2 separate regions of the Rattus norvegicus genome follow, and region 1 is linked to region 2. The links are chromatin contacts, called in public Hi-C maps. All regions are on one chromosome and are shown on one strand. The core of a region is the stretch at or near the end of the contact, and the rest is flanking DNA. Distances in the headings are between cores, read along the strand shown.

Region 1 (3,491 bases), core at 638-3,137, 44 kb before region 2:
TTCCCAAACCGTTCTGCTGGCCTCCTACACGCATTGTCGAAGATGGGCCTTAACTTGGAGGTGAAGACAAACAGCTGACATTGGCACTCGAAACACTGCATCTTAAGTGAGGGTGGTGGTCTGGGTTGCCTGGGGGGGAACCAAGCCCCAAGCACAAACCACAGATTTCACAACACTTTACAGATCTTTCTGCAGAGTAGCTTGCCTCTTTCTTCCTCTTCCTCCCCTTCCACATGACCCTCACGGTCCTTTTCCCCTCCAGAAAATAGTGTAGCATTGTTACTGCCATAGTTTGGCAACATTACATGTCCCAACCACAGTGACTGGCACAGAGCAGGCAGCAAATATTTATTGAATGGAGCAAAGAAAAAACTGTTTCTGTGGTCAAACAGGGGCCTTAAGTGCTGATTCTAACCTAGTGGACTAAGAAATACACACCATAAGCATTTGGTCGCTGGTGTAAAAAATGAACGCTTAAGAGCCCAATCTAAGCTGAAGAAAGAAACCTTATGCCCCAAGCCAGTACGTCTCAAAAGCAGCAGCAGCAGCAGCAGCAGCAGCAGCAGCAGCAGCAGCAGCAGCAGCAGCAGCAGCTTAATATGCATTATACAAATAGTGAACTCAGAGGGCACATTTTAATATTTTAGACTATAAAAACAAACACCATTATCCTAAAGAGTTCCTAAACATCTAAACAGGAATCATAGTTTTGTTTTTTTTAATCCTCTCAACATTGTAAGGTGAGAACGGGAGATAGGATAGGAGACATCTCCCCAAAGTCCAGCCTGCCACAGCCCCCAAATATCACACTCCACGGAGCAACGTCCTTTAAAACACAACCAGTAATTAACATAGGAGTTTACACCAAATCATTAAGTATGCACAGCCGGCATACACAAGGGGAACGCCAAGGCTAAATCAAATGGCTTCAAAGACGATTCCTGACCATTTTACCTCTTTCCCTCTGGATGGGCACCCGTGACCAAAGACTTGGCTACTAGTTCAGCTACTCTCACATTCTTTATAATGTGAAAATCTCTAGCGTTTCATGACAGCAAAACTACCCGGGTCAGAGAAAGCCAAAAGCAACAGGGACCCTCTCCCCTTAGCCATTATCGAAAAAAAAAAAAAAAAACCCAAAAAACAAAAACCAGCACGTTTTGACGTTGGGGGTGGGGGGGTGAGTAGGAAAGGCGGGGGGGGGGTGGTTCTCATCCCTAAAGATTCACTGCAGTGTTAAATCCGTGGGATTTCAGGAACAAACCTGCCGATTCCAAAATACAGGTTAAGCATCTCGTCCACCATGAACTAGTTCTGCGCCCCTGCACCACCTCCTTTGTCTCAACTGTCCCTGCAAACTCGCATTCCAATGCCCTCCAGTAAACAAGCTACCTAAATGAAAAAGAGGAGGACATTCTAAGTCTCGCTCTCTTTTAATTTCAAGGGGAAATGCAGCAGGGTTTCTGGAGCCTCTTTACCCAGCGGGAAGCAGGCCAGGCTCCACAGCGCGGGGACCGCGATCCCCTTGGGCCGGCGGCCGAACGGCGCGCAGACACCCGGCCACGCCGCCCCCGCGACCCCCGCCCCGCCTCAGGCTTCCGCTCCCGCCTCACCTCCGTGGATGGGCAGCGGTGCCAGCACCTGGCCGCGGACCTCGGCCTTGGGTGAGTCGAGCCCGTAGCGCCCGCGGTCGATGCGGAACGTGAGAGGGGTGCCGCGGCCGGGCTCCTGCACCGTCACGTTGATGAGCGCCGTGTAGTACTCCTGGCTCGCGTTGTCCGCTCGCGTCGGCCACAGGCTGCAGGTCAGCAGGGCCAGCGCCGCGAGCCGGGCCGGGCCCGCCCGCGCCGCGCCGCTCATCGTCCCTCCGGCCGCCGCCGCCGCCGCTCGCGGACCGGGCTCCGGGGCCGGTGCTGAGAGGCGGGGCGGGCGCGGCCCGGGCTGCGGCGGGAGCGCGCGCGCGCCTCGCGAGGAGCCGGGCACGAGCACGGCCCTCCTCGGCGCCGCGGTTCCGTCGTTCGCTGCCCTCACGTCCGCGGCCCGCGCGCGGGCACGCGCCCCTGGGTCCCTCAGGGGAGGACGGCGCGTCAGGCCGCGTGCTGCCTCTCAGGGCAGCTCGACTGACGAGGGACCAGGCTTGCGGACAGGGCACCTGAGAAGACTCGGGGTGGGTGGGACGAAGCAGTCCCGACTGCTCCGGGAATGGGGGTTGGGGAGCGTAGGCGATGCCGCCTCAGGCGCGTGCCCGCTGCCTCCCCATTCCCTCCAGCCCAGCGGCAACGCGCAAGCCCGAAGCACAACCCCGTCCGCTACGCGTGCGCACTAGGCAATGCCTGCTCCCGCCCTCCCGCACGAGGGCCAGGGGCAGTCCAGTCACCTGCTTGCTGGCACCGGGCTCAGTGAACTGCCCCGGGCTTCCTAGCCCTCTATGACCTGGATCTGTGAAGCTTTCCAAGAACCTATAGAGATGTTGGAGATACGACTAAAAGGAACCAAGCTAAACGTTAGGTTTTAAATTAAATGGCTTTGAGAGCTAACATTTCCACTCGGTTGTTTGCATGCTGTATAATTGAAATCAGTTGGGAGGGTGTCTTTGCGTTTGGGGCCGGTAGAATTGGACTCAATAAGGCATCTGAGTGGTTAGCAAGGTCTGTTAGAGACAGATAGAAACTTCATAAGATTGGTATGGTCCTCTTCCCCAACCCCGACTCCCCCCAGAATACCCAGACCCACAGACACTCACTTCCTTTCTGTAAAGTGGAATAGTGCTTGCAGCATTCAACAAGGGCTCTGCTCGGTTTCTTCTGTAATTGGGCCTCTCCTCACTGGGGAAGCGGACCACAGTACCTATTCTCAGGATGAGACCCTAGAGTTGCCTGCCAAAAAGTTACAGGCTATGTTTGGCCCCTACATGGGGCTTTCTCTAGTAAGAATCTCCTCTTCCACTCCCATTTGTTGGTCCTGTCTTCTCTTTGCATACTTATCCCCCCCCCCCGTTCTTATCCTTAGCAAGGGTTTTTAGTGTAGGGGTGCTTATGCCACCAGCAAGAAGTGATATTACAGAAGTCCATACACACCCACAACAAAACCAGGGCAGAAGAAATAGCGATGAAAATAATTTATGGTTGGGGGTCACTACAACATGAGGAACTGTATTAAAGGGTCACACCATTAGGAAGGTTGAGAACCATGGTATAAGAGTATATGGTAAATGAGAATATAGCGTTTGGGGTACTTGGGTGTGGGAGGTCTCCTGGAGGATGTGGGCTGAAGTCTGAATAGAGCCCTCGGTTGCCTGTCAGTGAGCTGCCCTCATACGCACCACCTTGACAGGGCCGTTTCTCTCTCTCTACCATTTTCTCTGTCTCTTAAACCTCTCTACCTGTCTCTCTTCCCATTTCCCAGGTCATAAGAATGCCTCAGTCACCTGTATGCCCCATGTCAAATTCCCTTCTTCCCAGAGCTCCACTAAGAGCTACCACCTTCCCAGG
Region 2 (3,197 bases), core at 332-2,831:
AAGGAATAGATTCCAGGACACTGGGGGCGGGGAGAAACGGACCCAGGTAGGTGATGTCAGTGGGGAGTTCAGCCATGCCTTCTGCTACCTAGAACTCTGGGTTAGGTTTGGAGCCAGAGTGGAAGCTACTGTCTGGTCAGAACACCCTTGGCTGTGTCCCAAGCTTGTGCTGGAGCTGTGTAGTGGGTGATGGTGAGAGGGCGCACCCTGGTGGCTCCATGAAGCACTGATCACTCTGCAAGCCTCCATAGTAAATAACTACAGTTAAAAAAAGAATAGGGGAAGGGGTGGGGCGCAGACTTGAGGAAGCCACACAAATTGGATATCATTTTAATGAAATAAAAAAAAATCAATCTGTAAGTTGCTGCTTATGGGTTGGCCTCTTTTTTGGAAGGAAATTTGGCAATAAACAGAGGGCTTAGGTCTCTGGTGCCTGCAACGTTCTACAGAAAGGCACCACTAGGAGATTGGATGGAGACACAGCTATTTGGGAAAGCAATTTTCAGTATCTCTTCAGATCTAAAACTTTGGTCCCTGAGACATGGTTCAGCGATTAAGAGTGCGCATTGCTCTTCCAGAAGGCCTGGAGGTCGGGACCCACGATCCACATTGGGGCAGTTAACAACAGCCTATTACTCCAGCTCTAGGGGACATGACGCTCTCTTTTGGTCTCCGTGGGTACTGCACCCATGCACCCACCATAACATTTCAACTAAAAATAAAATATTAATAGGTATTCAAAGTCTTGCTCTCGGGATTGGGGATTTAGCTCAGTGGTAGAGCGCTTGCCTAGGAAGTGCAAGGCCCTGGGTTCGGTCCCCAGCTCCGGAAAAAAAAAAAAAAAGAATCAAAGTCTTGCTCTCTCCTCCTTAGGCACCTGTCTCCCACTGGCCACACAATGTCCTTAGGTTTTTCTTTTCTTTCCCACCTGGCAAACTGACCACAGGTCCATCTTTCTACAAAATAACAGGACTGTCAGAGACCATGATTCGTCAATGGCTCCTGAATTACTTTTCCTTTATCCCTATGACAAAATATGGAACAGAAGTGACTTACATGCTGACCACTGTTTCATTCTGTCCTAATGGGGAAGACATGGTAAAGTTCGTGGTGATGACAGCAGAAGGTTCAGTGTTCAAGGCTTGTCTCCAAGAATTCGCTTCTAAAGATTCTATACCCTCCTGAACTAGGACCTCCAGCTGGTGACCAAGTGTTCAAACATATGAGCCCATGGGGGACGCTTCACACTCAAGTCATGATGGCTCTCAAAGACCCACGAGGTGAGAGCGGATTCCTCTGCACACACCCGCCACCCGTCTGGCTTCCTAGCCTCCTACCCTCTGCTCTGGCTTGCATCTGGGATGTCCCCTGTACTCATAACATTTCTATCACTGGGATAAATACCGGAACTAAATATCTAAATAGAAGAAGGATTTTGGCTTGTGGTTTGAGAGGATACTGTCTGCCATGACTGGGAAGGCATGGTAGGTAGGAGGAGGTGGCCAGAAAACAGTCGGCACACAGAGAGGTCCAGAGCAAGGCTGAAAGCCTCAAGGCTGGTCCCCAGAGACTCACTTCCGCCTCTAGGCTCCACCTCCTAAAGGTTCCACAACTCCCACAACTGAGAACCATGTGAGTCTATAGGGGGCATTTCCTACAAACCACAACACCCTGCCCCCTAGGCCCAAAGCTTGGCTGCCAGCCTGCGATGCTCTTGGAGGTGGCAGAACCTTTAGGAAGTGGGGTCAACTTGGAAGGAACTTAAGTCTGTGAGTTCATGCTCGCCCACAAAGAGGATGTAGCAGACTTCTGGCTTCCTCCTCTTCTCTTTTGCTTCTGGGCTGCAATGGGGTGTTTTGTGTACTGCGTGCTTTTGCTGTGACTCACTGTCTTTCTACGGGAGCCAAGCAGCCATGTCCGAATCAAATAAGTAAGGATTCCCTCCTGATAGCTGATTTAGTTCGGACATTTTGTCACAGTGACAGGAAGCCGAGGAGAACACCCTCGCACTGTCACACACGTTTGACCAGGGCTACTCCCCAACTCCGGCACCTTCTAGCCCATCCCTCGGGCTGTATGGCCTCTAATATTAATATATCACAGCCATTCATATTATTGGGGTTCTCCTGTACATACACGATAGGTCATTTTTATTTTGCTTCACCCAAACTTTTTCTTGGTCTGTTTAGTACTTTTACTACAATGTGCAAGTGCATGTGCGTTTTTGTGTGTATCTTTTTTTTTTCTTTTTTTCGGAGCTGGGGACCAAACCCAGGGCCTCGCGCTTCCAAGGTAAGCGCTCTACCACTGAGCTAAATCCCCAGCCCCAAGTAGCATTTGTTTTTTTTTTTTTTTTTTTTTTTTTTTGGTTCTTTTTTTTCGGAGCTGGGGACCGAACCCAGGGCCTTGCGCTTCCTAGGTAAGCACTCTAACCACTGAGCTAAATCCCCAGCCCCGTAGCATTTGTTTTAATTTAAAATTTTAACCACCCAATTTCCAATAACATGTTTTAATTTAAATTTTTTTTCTTTTTTTTTCCGGAGCTGGGGACCGAACCCAGGGTCTTGTGCTTCCTAGGCAAGCGCTCTATCACTGAGCTAAATCACCAACCCTTATTTTAAAATTTTAACCTTATGTGTATGGGTGTTTTTACCTATGTACCACATAAATGCAGTACCAGAGGAAGCCAGAAGAGGGCATCTGATTTCCTGAAACCAGAGTTACAATCAGTTGTTAGCCACCATGGGAGTAGTGGGAATCAAACCAGGGTCCTCTGGAAGATCAGCAAGTGCTCTCACCCTCTGAGCCATGTCTCTAGTCTGCCTTCACCAACCTTAAAAACAAAAAGACCCAAAAAACTCCTTTACTATACTTTCAACTTTAGATCCTATTATTTTAAAAATAATTTTATCTGCTCGTCAATAAAACACATCAGTTCTGTATTTGATGAGTCGTTACTATCAGACTTTCAGTTATTTCTCAAGCATGGTCCAGCAGCTATTTCCACATATACATGACAGCTGCTGTCTGGCACCTCCTCTCACAGTGGTTTCTGTTGCCTTCTCCAGCCCACCCCACCCCACCCCACCCCACCCCATTCATGCCATAATATTTCTGTTTTGTTTTGAGTTCATGTCTTTTAACTTTTAGTTGGACACTGGCATTTAGAGTATGGCCTGGGACATGTCTGTGGCCAG

What was found. A called contact is a pair of places that touch in the nucleus more often than the background predicts.
Region 1: a contact with region 2 is called in a Hi-C map of mammary epithelial cells, with 2.2 times the contacts expected there. The contact joins the promoter of Rnf130 here to the enhancer-like site in region 2. A contact is called at or near these places in 2 of 12 Hi-C or Micro-C datasets (Schwann cells and mammary epithelial cells).

The regions. Positions count from the first base shown.
Region 1 is chr10:34,842,681-34,846,171 of GRCr8, reverse strand. Rnf130 (ring finger protein 130) reads right to left here and starts at 1,887. Exons shown (of 9, transcript NM_001037658.2): 1 at 1,614-1,887. The coding sequence starts at 1,860.
Region 2 is chr10:34,798,940-34,802,136 of GRCr8, reverse strand. No RefSeq gene overlaps it. Among named protein-coding and RNA genes, the nearest start is that of Rnf130, 44 kb to the left of the region's middle. Within about 2 kb of position 1,581, at least 8 of the 93 cell types and tissues checked have an H3K27ac peak or open chromatin away from gene starts, as enhancers often do.